2 separate regions of the Gossypium hirsutum genome follow, and region 1 is linked to region 2. Evidence: chromatin contacts called from public Hi-C data. All regions are on one chromosome and are shown on one strand. The core of a region is the stretch at or near the end of the contact, and the rest is flanking DNA. Distances in the headings are between cores, read along the strand shown.

Region 1 (6,858 bases), core at 3,047-5,546, 180 kb after region 2:
GGAAATTCATTTTTGTGTTTATAAAATTATTATTTTGAAATGCTTCTCTATATTATATTATCTTAGTATTTTATTTAGTATCTCTTTTAAATGTTTTTAAGTATAATGGTACATATATAATTTATAAGCTAACTTAATTTTATAAGCATTATTAATTTCATACTATTTTCACAAATAATTATTCTTAAATTTATTTATATATGCATGTTTCGTGAATCCGTTATGTGTATTATATCTTATCATGTATTTTATTATTCTTTCATATTATATTTTATTTAAGTTACCATGTACATTATCAATTTTTAAATGGATTTGTGTCTAAAATATTTTGCATATAATTTGATTCAAACTTTCATTCTATAATATCTATTTCAATAATTATATATCCCTAGTTTTTATGCAAATATGTCAACTTATGTATTATGTATATTATGTATTCCTTAATTCATCATTATTTTGAGATCGTCTTATACTACATTGACTTCTAATTTCCATTTTATTTTGTACATGCTTTGTGGATTGTTTTATATTGTGCCATATTTATTGTTGTTGTATATTATTTAGTCATTGTTTTATCAATTGTTCTCCATCCATAATTAAGAATTTGGTTACATTTCACTTAAAATAATTGTACTTAATTGTTGAATTTATTAGTTGTGGTTTATTGTACTTTATTTGTGCACATTATCTCATGTTTATTCATTTCTTTTTACAAATGTTTCCTTGTAATACCTCAAATGTTCCATCTCATTTTAAAACAAATAAAGGTGTTTTAAGCTAACTCTTAATTTTCCTTATTACTCAAAGATTTTAAAACAAGGCAAAATCCGATATTTAGGAATTCGGGGAATCGTGCCCTACCGTGCTAGGTATGATTTTTCGTCGAACCAGGTATTTGGATATCATTTTATATTTTTTTGGCGAACAAGCTCTTGAAAGTCAAAAATCAATTGTATTTTTGAAGGTATAAAGGATCGTGTCCAATCGTGCTAGATATGATACTGCATACTTTCAAAGCGAGAGAATTTTGACTACCAGTTTGAGCTACTCTAATGTTTTAAAAAGAAGTCATGTTTCAAAAAAAAAATTCTCCCTATACCTAAGGACAACACTTGATCAATCTGGTACCAATTTTGGGCATAGTGACGGTGCTAACCCTTCCTCATGCGCAACCGGCTCCCGAACCCATTTTTGAACTTGCGTAGACCAAAATTAATTTAAATGTTTTATTAGGTGCTCCAATCACACCTAAACGAAAAGATTGGTGGCAACTTCACATTTTGGTTTTAAAACGTCGATCCCCATTGTTTGTTTTCAAAAATAAAATGGTTTCGACAGAAGCATGTTAGTTGCTTTATAAAAAAATTTACTAGATGATTAACCTTGTAAAGAAAGTCTGTTCTGAATTGTTTTATGATCGGTAATGCCTCGTAACCCCATTCCAGCGATGGATACGGGTTAGAGGTGTTACAGATAGCTCGGAAATTACGATTTGTATTTCTAGAATCTGAACTTAATACTTAAATGTTGAATTTATTACTTGATAAGTATAGTAAGTATTTAAAGGTAAATATTTGAATAGTAATAAATATTGATTGGAATTAAAGAGTGAATTTTATTATTAATTGTTATATTTTGAATGAATGTTATGGTAAATAATTAAAATGTGAATTATTGGTATTGTGTTTATTATTGAAATGAATTGACTTGAAAATGTGGTGAAATAATAATGAATGTGTTTTTTGTGGAATTTGATTATATATTAATGAAAAGTGAATTGAATTATATTGAATTGTATTGATTTATTAAATTATGTGATTAATTGAAATATATACATATTGATTGAAAACCGAAAATTGGTTAAATACCCTATTAACAGTATCGGGCTAAGTCGGATATAGTTGGCATGCCATAGGATTAGAAGTGTTCACGGATATTCCGACTTTGTGTCAATGAGACACGATAAGTGTCGACTACTGTTACTGTTCCGGATTCGTTCCGATGAGGTACTCTGTGTACCGTTACTGTTACTATTGTTACTGTTACCATTACGATGTATTTCGGCTCCAGCCGATGAAACACTGTATGCTATCCTGGTATGTAGGTTGGTTCCGTGTATCCGTCTAGGTCTGAGTATGTTAATAAGGGGTAAATTACTGTACTGAACAATTAAATGATACTGACAGTTACTGAATAATTGACTGGTACTGAATAATTGATTGTCACTGAACAATTGATCGTTACTGAATAATATTGATAAAGTGATTAATATTGAGAATACTGACTGTTACTAGAATGGATAAACACAGAATATTGATTGATAATTGAATCGTTGAATAATATTTATTGATATTGAACAGTAAACTGAAGTATGAAAAAGACACATGAATTAAGTATCTTTGAATTGAATATGAATGAAGAGTATTATTGTTCAATGGTTTGTGAATTTATTGTGAAAACCTATTTCGGATTAATAGATAATAAGAATTGAATTAGTTACAAGGAATTTATCTATGTATTGAATAATTATATAACTGTGAAGGATATATGATTTTTATGTAAATGTTGCATTTTAATATTATTAAGTGTTCGGATTATAGAGATACCACTGAGTTCACACTCAGCGTATGATTTGTTTCCGTGCGCAGGTTAGGTTAAAGACAGACCGTCAAATCAGCATCCCAGGTCGATCTCGAACTCAATAAGGTGAAATATGTTAATTGTTGGTAATGGCATGTACCTAGGATGTTTATTTGTATCATTTAGTACCGTCATTATAATGATGAAATAAGTAGAATTAAGTTTGGTAATGATATATTGTATGAATAGACTTAATTGAAATAAATTTGAACTAATTGATAATGTATGTGAATTATTTAAAAAGATCCATTACATAGGTTCATAAAATGTCTAGTTGGTCATGATTTGGTTAGATTCAAATATGATTCAAAATGATTGAATAATTGGTTTTTGGATTGTTTGATGTTGTTGAATTGCAGGGTTGGTAAACTTGAAGTTTAACGATAATTTTGAGTCCACACGGCCTGGCACACGGGCATGTGACTGAACCGTGTAAGACACATGGCTTGCACATGGGTATGTTGTTAGGTCGTGTGTCCCCTGCACCTAAAATGCTACAAAACAGATTGCCACACGGGCTGAGCACACAAGCGTGTGTCTTGACCGTGTGAAATTAATTTGTTCATAGGAAAAAGTCAGAGAGCTCCACGGGTAGAAGACACGGGCATGTCTAGGCCGTGTGAGCCACACGGTGTGGCCACACGGCCGTGTGGTATAGTTCATTAAGGGGAAATTTTAAGAATTTTATGAAAAATTTTATAAGCTTCAGATTGAGTCCTGGTTTGGTTTTTTTACATACATTTTAAGTCTCGAAGGCTCATTAAAGGAACTTTAAGATATATTTTATGAACTGAATTGTATTTTCTTTCTTTATTAGTCGTAATTGAACTATAGTGACCGATAATACTCTGTAATCCTGTTTTGACTACGGGATATGGTTAAGGGGTGTTACAAAAAACATAAAAATCAACATAAATAACCAAAAAGCCAAGGACGTGCCAATAGACAGTCGAGAGAGTGCCAAGAGGCAAACTTTTCAAAATAATTTTTAAAATGTCATTTATTCATAATTGGTTGACCCCTATCAATATTGTCCTTGAGTTGAGCCGAGATTTTATTTTCCAACTTTACGAGATCTTAAGTGCTTGAAAAGGCCACTTGGAGCGTAAGGCCATAGAGCGAGATTGGATTAGACCAACCAAAAGAAATGGTGGTCATTTGGCTATGGTATAGGGTTTGAATCCCCCAACCTATATAGGATTTAGGTCATTAAAGGGGAGGCAAAGTACCACTTGATCTAGTGATCAATTAAGGGGTTTGTCAGCTCTAAATAGACAACATGTTAAAAACTTATTTAAAATAAGTTAAGTCTTCCCTCAACAATATCTTTCAATATTTGATAATCACATATAATCTTGACCATTTTCGAGTGGAATTAGAATAGACTCAAATAAGAAAAATCTCTAACTATTTTCTCTTTTACAAAACTTAAAATCTTGGAACACCATATAACCATGAGAATCAAGAAACAAAACTAAAATGAAAAAGTAAACACTAAGAATGAAAACAGTGATGAAGAAGAGACAGAATTTAATGGCACAAGGGCTTGTTCCATTAAACTCAAAAATCGCACATTTATACCCTAGATTGGAGCTCAATAATGGGGTGAGGATCCTTGGTATGCTGCATCATTCAACTCCAAACAGGAACCTTTTAGGGCCTCAAAGGTTCGTAAATATTTAGCCTTTCACTTTGGTATTTAAAGCAAAGGGCCAAAGGACCAACAAATGCGCAAAAGATTATATTAGTATTACTGTTCAACGTCACACACTTAGCCCATCTTTCAACATCAAGTATGCCCAATAAACTTTCCTCTTCCCTTATATCCAATTGATTAAGTATTATTGACTAACAATTCATCATATTAAGTTGGTCAATCGATTTTTTTTCCCTATTAAGGTTTGTGTGTTTGATATAAATTTGAGTTAAGTCCAGCGGTTAGATTGGATTCTAAATAAGTTATGAAATTCAAACTGAGAATTGATTGAATTAATCATTTTAAAGCAAACTTTAATTGATGAACCTTTCTCCCTCCTCCTCCATCCTCTTTGCTTTTTCCTTTCATCCTTTCACAAGCCTATAAAATATAAATTAATAAATAAACCTATTTCCAGTTAAAAAGTACTCTGAAAAAAACTAAATCTTTCATCCCATACTCCATTATTTTACTTATAATAATTTACTCCCTCTCTGAGATGTACAAAACAACTTACACATTGATAAGTGTTAAAAATTTATAATTAAGGACAAGGGACAACCTTAGTTGTAAGAAATAAAATAATAAAAAAAATTAGGTTAAAACGTGCTATTAGTCTCTATTTGTATAAATTATTTTCTTACTCTTTCAATTTAAATTTCTTAATTTTCTATTAAAATTTATCAATTTAATCAATTATATATCATGGATAATCTAACTAGAATTTTAAATTTTTATAGAAAATTTTTACAATTTAATTAATTCAACTTATATTTTTAAACAAAAATAATTTTTTTTTAAACTTTTTAACGATGAAATCTTAAAATTTGTGAAATAAAAAAAATTAACAACGAAAAAAATATAAAGAAATACATTTATGTTGTGCCCATTAATATAAAGTAGTGGAAAAGACTCGTAAGCTACCCTCGACTATAGTGTAGAGAGTGGAGACATTGCCGCCTTTCTTTTAAACTCATGTCATTGTCGTCTTCCACCAAGCCAAGCTTCCACCTACCGTCCCTCTATCTCTGGGTGATAAGATAATTATATCATTAGTTAGGAAATAAGATGAGTTTCTTTCCTAATGGAAATGACACCCTTTTTGTTTTAGCCTACCCTACCATCCAACAATAAGGAAATAAAATGTACAAATTGGGTTGTGGATTTAATTTTTATATTTAAAATTTTAAAATTTTAATTTTGATTTAAATGATATTAATTAAATTTTAATATTTTTAAAATTTTATAAAAAAATATATTATTATATGTGTAATTTTATGTTAATTTGTTATTTTCACATAATATTTATAAGAAATTAAGTCATTTTAATTATGATTTAGCGGCTTAAATTTTGAAAAGTATATAGATTAAAATATATTAAATTATAAATTAATATGGATTAAATTCACAACTTATTCATAATGTGAGGATACTAACAAATTCTGATCAAATGAATTTAATTGTTATTTTTAGGTTAAAATTAAAATTTAAGAATGCAAAAAAGAATAAAAACTAAAATTAAGAATAAATCATTTCTTTTGGGGAATCAAGTTGGTACATGATCATGGTTAGACTTAGAGGACTAAACCTTTTCACCTACTGCAGCATCTTAATGATAGCTAGCATTATTTAGTTCCCCAGTGGCCCACTTGACGGGCACCTTGAATTAATAACGCCCACTTCTTTATATGTAAACTGACCCACAATCGATAATGTTAAAGCATAGAAAATAATTGGTGAAAACTTTAGATTATTCATAATTTCAAAGACTGATGTAGGCCTTCATTTTTGCTTTAAATGAAGAATAACTTTGTTACATAAAATCAATGTTCTAAACACAAGTTTCAACTAACTCGGATGATGATGAGAGCTCAACTGGCCTTAACAACTTTAAATCTATATTCATGTTTTTGTATTAAAAGCTTTTCAAAATTAATTGAAATTTTGATATTGTACCAAAGCTTTTTTCTTTTTTTTTAATATATGTAAATTATTTGAGCAAAAATGGAAAACATGGGAATAGTATTAACAAATAATATATTACTTGTATTCCATTTCTTAAGCAGAAGACATACAATATGGTTTATACATCACTCCTCTGTACTGGCCCCAACTTCAAAGCTGAAACAAAACAATCACATATTTATACATCAAATGTGTACACATAATAAAGCAAAAGCAAAACAAAACAATAAAAAAGCAACCCTATTAATTACAACAAAATGCGAGCAATGGAGTTGTATCTTTTTTGTTCAACTTGTTTGGATTTGATATCTTCAGCACACCTTAGAGTCCTCTCAATGTGGTATCCTCCTCCAATGCTCACTTCCCTCTCCAAGTGACTGCAGTAGCTCTCGAACACTGTCACATTTACATGCAGTTTGAAACCCATCATGAACAAAAATTCAACCTCCAACTTGTTCAGTTCCTTGGTCGTCAACCCTCCTACTCGTGCAAAGTACGAATTTCTGTAATTCCTACCAAACAGTACCAATACTATTAGATTAATACTCTACGCATAC
Region 2 (7,386 bases), core at 1,049-3,548:
TGAATTTAGATTTGATCCAATTCACACAAGTTATTAATACAATTATTGATATAACATATATTATTGTATACACAAATATTCATATTTATCTAGTATAAAACTAAATTGATATATTTATTTATTTAAATGTGTATGATTGAATCAAAATTAAAGTTTGAACTACAAACAAAGTTTCATATGTATAATTATACCAAATCAAAGTTTATATATGAAATTGTACATCAAACTAAATTAAAGTTTTCTTTCTATGGATATTTCAACTATACATTATATTAAATATATTATTTATCATTATATATATTTGTTCTGTTATATAGATGGATGAAGATGTTGAAAGAGGAATTATTAATCATAGATTATTTACACATTCTTATTTATGTTTATCCCGTTGCTAGTTATGTATAAAGTTAATTTGTGCCCTGCAATTATCAATAGAGAACTAACCTAACCTATAAATACTCTTCTCTTAACTTTAGAGAGGGATCTCTCTCCTTTGATCCTTCTTACTCAATTTAAAATGTTATAATCTTCTTTTTATGCGTATCAACAATGGGCCAAATTAAACCTTTTATTTTTCTTTTCTCTCAATAAATATGAATTTTTTTCTTAAATTGTTAGGCCTATTTGAGTATCAACAAATTAAATTGGATAACCTCCGATAAGATATAAAAGGTAATATATATATATCACACGAATTGCATGCATGTTAAATGGCATTTCTTGAAAACGAAATCATGAACCATTCGAGACCTATATTTTCAATTTTCGGAACTTATTTCCGTTGTTCTCACTTTACCTAAACGCCATTTTTGGTTAGCTCAAAGTTTGATCATCAACGCTGTTTTGCCTTCACGGAAATTGCCAATTCAAGCGTACCTTGGCCAAAACTAATTTAATGACTGCCGTAGTATTTTGACTTGCATCTACCCACTACTATTCCGAACTGTGTTATATTTGCTTCATCTTTCACACCTAAACGAAATATAAAGAGAAAAGAATGGAGCAGGATACACACACACACATATAATCAATAGTAGAAGTTACATGTAGTTTGAAAAGATTAATGAAACATAAATATTTCTCTCCGAGGAACATATATATATGATCCATGATGAATATACACTAAATTTATAGAGGGGAAAAAAGGGCTTGTAACTCATTATATAATCCATCACCCTATGTTATATATATAGTCATATATATAACTTGTTATGCCTATGCTGGAAAGATCAACATTTGACTTGAGCCCTAATATTTTAAAAGGCTCTTTTAACTCTATGTTTTGCGGTTCTTGCGGAAGCTGGTAGCTTAGCTTTCTTTCCTCGACTCTCTGGACTAGCAAAGAAAATAAAACCTTTTTTTTTTAATATATATCAGTTGTGATGAGGAGGATGTGTCTTTGGTGGTGAGTAATCCAAGTTAAAACCTGGATTTTTTTCGCCATGTTTCTTGTGAGGCACACGCCAAGAAACTGCAACACTTGGATTTTTTTTCTTCTCATTTTCGACTATTGTCTTTTGGTACTTCACCTCAGCATCTTCCAGCTTTTGAGTGACATTATATCCATGAGATTCCTCGATGCTTTCTTCTTTCATGGATCGGAGTTCCTTGGAAGAAGACGATTTCGCCTGTAATACTGGAACTGAGTTGTTCTTTCGATCGTTCTTCATACCATTCTGCAAAACAAAAGGCCCCCAAACCCAAACGAAGTTAAATAATGCATGCGCACTATGTACAACAAAATAGCAAAACATTAGATGATGATTGTCATTGTATATTGGACCTACCTTGATGGAGAAGTGAAGTATATTATTGATCTTATGATGCTTACTGACAACTACAACAAGACGACGAGCACTGCACACTTGCAGAGAAAGGCATAGAAGGAGAAGAAGAAAACAAGATGGGGTTGACATGTTAAGGCAAAGCAAGATGTGGTACTGGTAAGATCATCAAATGCAGCTATATGCTTCACTTAGAACATGCAGATGTATAAAGAGAAGCAACATATACCCCTCACCAGGGAAATTAGAGAAGCAACATAAGAGCTTGCTTTGGTGATTATATATCGGAAGGAAAAAGTATAAAAGGTAAGAAAATGAGAAGTAAGATAAATAAATTGAAGAAAGCTAATGCGTGCTTAGCTAGCTGATTGTGTGTTCCGAGGGACACTAGTTAAATCTCATGTCGTTTTTAGTACTTCTAGTTAATTGCCTTTACCCACCATTTCATTCTTGGAAAACTTAAAACCGATGAATATTCTAATGCTAAAACTAAAAAAGTGGGAACCCTTTTTAGATCTTAGTCGATAGATCTTGGAGAATGGTGCAATTAATGACTAAAATGTCCCTATATAACCCCTAACGAAAACGAAAATAATAAGAAAAATATGTTATTAGCTTCTTTTTAGAACAGTTTTAAGAAGATCGATGTTGGAACTCATTGTGAAGTAGCGAAATTCATAAGCATGAAGCAATATTATGTGTAGTTTGCCAACGCCACATGCACTCACAGCCATTTGCAAGGCTCCAAAAAGCTTGAACAGTGAATGTGAAAATACACGTACGTCGGTCCTACAAAGCGGAAATGTGCGGGAGCGAGGTAGGACCATGCAACCAAGGAGACAAGGTTACATGGACCACCACCACCACCTCTTCCTTCATATGTTGTGCGAAACACAAGGGTTCCCCCCCTTAACCGTCAACACCGGCCATACAATCTGAGTTATTCAATTGCCACGTGGATTCAACCCCCCCCCCCAATGGCCGCCGAAATCCATTCCTTCCACTAGTTGTCCGACTCCTGGCAACGCCATTCTTAACCTTTTAAACCAACAGCGTATCAAAGCCAAAAAGCAGGTCATCCCGAAATATGCACGCTGAGAGAAACCCAACCCTCGTTGGGGATGATACACAGATTAAATCTTCACATATTTCATTAATTCTCGTTAAAAATTCAAACTTCTTTTAATATTCAAATTTGATATATGAAGTTAAACCATCTTTATCTCTCGTTAACATAAAATGCTTTGGCATGACCTGCAGATAAACATTCTCGTGGTGAAAGCATGCATTGTGCCTTCATGTTTTGTTTGTATCATGCATTTGGTGTTTGAATGTTGGTGGTCTCGTGGGGGATGTTTATTTCTGTTGGGTTTAGAAGGGAGCGCCGGCGAGACAGGCTCGAGTTCCCAGAGGGATGGGGATTCGGGCAGGGGGCGTTGACAAATCGGATCCAATCGATATGTTTGGTAAAAGTCAAGCATTTTCGGTTGTCTCAGACTCCCTTGTCTCCACGGCACCAATTTTATATTATACGATGTACCACTGTTCTCCATGTTAACTATAGTAGGATTCAAATACTCTGAACCAGGGGAATTTGTCAAACATCAGCCATCAGTGAAACTAATAAATGGGTTGAATTGTCAACTTTTACGGACAAAGTTGAATAAAGGGTTACAACATTCTTCAATGAATTTGAGCAATAGTTCCGACATTTTAGATTGACATGGAATTATGTACGGTGAAACTATACACGTATAGGCATTCCGAGGAATCATATCATATATTAGGCAGAATGCCACAATTATTAATTTATTCAATTAAATGTAAACTATAGCATGGAAATAAGGTCCCTGCATGATCTGCTAGCCAAATGTATTTTCTCCACTGTATGTAACGTACAGAAATCCGTCTTCATCCTTTTTTTCATCATAGATAGTTGACATAATTGCTCCTGCATAACGATCATGGCTACTTAGCATATAGAAATTGAAAAGGTAAATATATTAACGTATAACATTATTCAAAGAGAAGAAATTTGCAAATTTTAATACCGGTCGGTGGGAGGACACCGTCCACAAATATGAAGATAGCCTTTTCAGCGATCAGTTTAATTCTCTTCCGGATTACATAGATGAACTGACCAACTGTGAGGTCGGCAGGGACCAAGTATCTGTAAATTATTTAAATCAAATCATCAAAAGGATATCCATTACCTATATTTCAGTTGCGCCAAAGGAAATTGATCAATGGACTTAAAATGCAACCATACACATGGTGGCTAGCAGTTGCTAATAAATAATAATGAACGATAACAAGGAATAAGGTAAACTTGGCATGAAAATTTTGCTTACTTCTTCTTGTCAATGTTAGGAATATCACTTCTTTCTGCCTTCTCCACAATCACCTAAAAAGCACATGCGCAAACATCAATAGAAGCAAGATTGGGGTATTAAAATGTTATAAATTTCACTTTTGCCTTATGCAGGGATGAAAAGCCAAACGTGAATAAACTGTTTTAAGCAGGCTCCATTTAAACAATTGCACAGCTAAATTATGAAGTCTTTTTCTATTGATAACTCAATCTGGGATAAAGACATCGTCTATTCTACACTTTCAAGTTCTTGAGTTACAACCCTTCCTCCTCCTTAAGAAGTTTTTTTCTTTTCTAGACTTTGACAGGGAGGGGCAGGGGATTTCAGGCTCAGGTTTATCTTTATTAAGCTTTAAAATAGAAAATGTATAGATCACAAATACCATTCCAGACCATTAGCTGTTCTACTAGTAGATATTGCTCTTAATCATCAAGTCACATCCACCAATAGATGAACATTGGTATTGGCAGGACTGAAATTGCTTTCTAGATATCATGACAGAAATAGAACTCATCTATTGCTCATAATCATCAAGTCACACTCAACAAAGTGTATAATCGATGTTAACACAATAGATATCAAAATGCCGCAAAGACACCACGACAAGTCTTAAGAAAAAAGTCATCCATTAACATATATACTTAAAGCAAAAGTTAGACAAGCATTACAGGTGAAGGCAGTGCAAAGCCATGATTTAGGCTCAAAACTCTAAAGCTCATAGACGAGAAAAGAACTTATAACACAACAAAAATAAGACTTTTCAGTAAATTAGCCAATTGAATCATTTGATCCTTCGTTTGTACAAAAATAAATTATATATATTAAAATGGATACCTAGAAAAAAATTAAGAAGCAACAGAATGCACAAAGAATAGACAAGTGGTGGAACAATCATAATTATTCTTTAACATCAGCAAAGAAGAGAGGAAAAAATAAAAAAAAGTCAAAAGGGTGGAAAAAGACAAGGGTAAGGATGAATTCTTACTGGAATTCTATCAGGGTATTTTCCCCTGATTCTGGCAGCCTCAGCACGCCTTTTCTCTGAATATGAAGAATCCATAAATTAATGAAAAGCAACCAAAGAATAGCTAATACATGATCAGCAGTAACATACCAAAATCATGCTCAATCTTGAAGCTGCTTTTAGTCATATCGGCTGATATATCACTGCAGAACCATCAGGATGTAAAGTCAACTGATACCCTATTTTTAGACCTTACCGTAGACAAAAACCACAAACTTTAAAGTAGGACAACAATTCAAATTCAAGTTAAGATATCCTTTAATTCCAAATTAAATAAAAAAAGAAAGAAGAAATAAGAATCCGATCATCATAAATTCAAGACAGTAAAGAAGAAGAAGAAGAAGAAGAAGAAGAAGAAGAAGAAACCCAAACCATATTTGATATTGAGAAACCAAAAGAACAAGAATTCAAGATTTCTTTTTTTACCTCAGCAGATATAGAAAAGGCTGTAAGGATTGAATTGAAACAAAGAGATGAGATGATGAAGAAATCAACTAACCGATGGATGAGGTGTTGTTGTCTTGAAGATTAATATGAATGAGAAGATGATAAAAATAGGTGTTTATTTAAGATTTGTTTTAGTTTGGGGGCATTTCTCCTCCAACTGGGCTAGGTTGCTAACCAAGTAACCGCCACGTCAGTCTCCTACGGTATTTGGATTTTCTTCAATACTTATCCAATCTTGGAATTGGATGACGCTTCCTCATTTCACTTCATTTTAGAATCATCCATCCTTGGTGAGCAAATTTTTTCAGAATTCTACACTGTTTCCAACACACCTCATCTTCAACTCTGTGTTATGTTTATATTAGGCTTAAATATTAAAATATCTGCAATGTACAAATTCAATACTCAATTGAGTTACTCTTGGAATTTAGATTTTAATTGAAATTTAGTAATTTGAGTTCCTCCATTATGGTTTCCTTTTGAAGTCCTTGATATTGACGTGGTAGGTGATATAATATTTGACATGAAAAATTTTATATGTAAAAAAAAGTTTAATTTTTTAAAATTATTTTATAAGGTAATTGCTCATTTATTTATTTTTGGAGGACTTAAACGATTTCTAGAGATTATATAAAAATTCTTAAAAATATAAAAAAATAAAATTTTATAAAAGGAGTAGTAATTTTAATTTTTTTATATTTAATAAATTTTATATATTTTTATACTTGTCTACCGTTTTTATAATATTTTAGTAATTTTTAATAATTTTTAAAATTTTTTAATAAAAAGTTCTACTCTTTTTTTTTCCCACACATGTTGCCCTTTATCATATATTTACTCATGGCTTACTCATAACCCTTTTTAAGCCACCAAACACGAATCATCATGGACTAGTTTACTATTTAGGTTTTAAAAAATTTGATAGTGTTTATTATTATTATCAGAAATGTTTTTAAAAATGTAAAACGTCAAATTTTAAATATAGTATTTTAAAGTAAAAGATTTAATAAGTAGATAAAAAAGATCGCTTCATTGAAAAGCACTTTCTAAAAAGTAAAAGTTAATTTTTTTTGGCTTTTTGGTTTGGCGATAAAAATTAAAATCCCAAATTAAAATCAATGATTGATTTGAAAGCTATTTGTTTACCAATTTTTTTTTTGTTGAAAAGTGTTTTTCTACATCAATAGTTAACTAAGCTTATCTCAAACCCTTTACTTGACACTCCATACCAATTTGATTACCATCACACTTTAAGTTCCTTATAAAAATTTAATCCATACCTTTAAAATTAAAAAAAATTCTTTAATTTTCCTATATATATATATATATTAATTTTTACAACTTTTTTTTAGACTTTTAATAAAATTTTATAACTTTTTTTATTAGTTTTTATAGATTCTTTATCATTTTAATTATTTTTATATAATTTCTAAAATTTTATAATATTAATATGATATTTTCATATATTTCATAACATATGTATAATATTTTATAAATTTAATATATATTTTTTAATTTTTAAAATTTATGATATTTAATAAATTTTATAGATTTTCTATATTTTCTTAATTTTTAAAAAGTTTATAATATTTTAATAATTTTTAAGCTTAAATAATAAAAAATAATTAAGCCATCCATGTAAGATGCCACGTCATCAACATTTTCATGTCATATGCTACGTCAATCATCATGTCACCTATCACATCAGTATTTAATAATCTATTAGGGGCTTCACTAAAAAGTCATATTCAATAACTCA

Evidence for each region. Hi-C and Micro-C count contacts between places; a contact is called where the count stands out from the background.
Region 1: a Hi-C map of leaf shows a contact between it and region 2, with 3 times the contacts expected there. The contact joins the enhancer-like site here to the promoter of LOC121204486 in region 2. A contact is called at or near these places in 2 of 34 Hi-C or Micro-C datasets (both in leaf).

Annotation. Positions count from the first base shown.
Region 1 is chrA08:105,685,350-105,692,207 of Gossypium_hirsutum_v2.1, forward strand. It overlaps LOC107935859 (cyclin-U2-2), which reads right to left. Exons shown (of 4, transcript XM_041074336.1): 2 at 6,622-6,813; 3 at 6,412-6,457; 4 at 5,199-5,364. The coding sequence ends at 6,427. Among protein-coding and RNA genes, the nearest start is that of LOC107935861, 3.9 kb to the left of the region's middle. Within about 2 kb of position 4,297, at least 1 of the 9 cell types and tissues checked has an H3K27ac peak or open chromatin away from gene starts, as enhancers often do. A contact at or near this core is called in leaf, where this site is marked.
Region 2 is chrA08:105,511,289-105,518,674 of Gossypium_hirsutum_v2.1, forward strand. It overlaps LOC121204486 (root meristem growth factor 10), which reads right to left and starts at 2,299. Exons shown (of 2, transcript XM_041074330.1): 1 at 1,788-2,299; 2 at 1,130-1,676. The coding sequence starts at 1,916. The coding sequence ends at 1,374. It overlaps LOC107935857 (autophagy-related protein 8f), which reads right to left and starts at 6,107. Exons shown (of 6, transcript XM_016868482.2): 1 at 5,680-6,107; 2 at 5,271-5,371; 3 at 5,142-5,197; 4 at 4,136-4,188; 5 at 3,836-3,954; 6 at 3,400-3,735. The coding sequence starts at 5,307. The coding sequence ends at 3,647.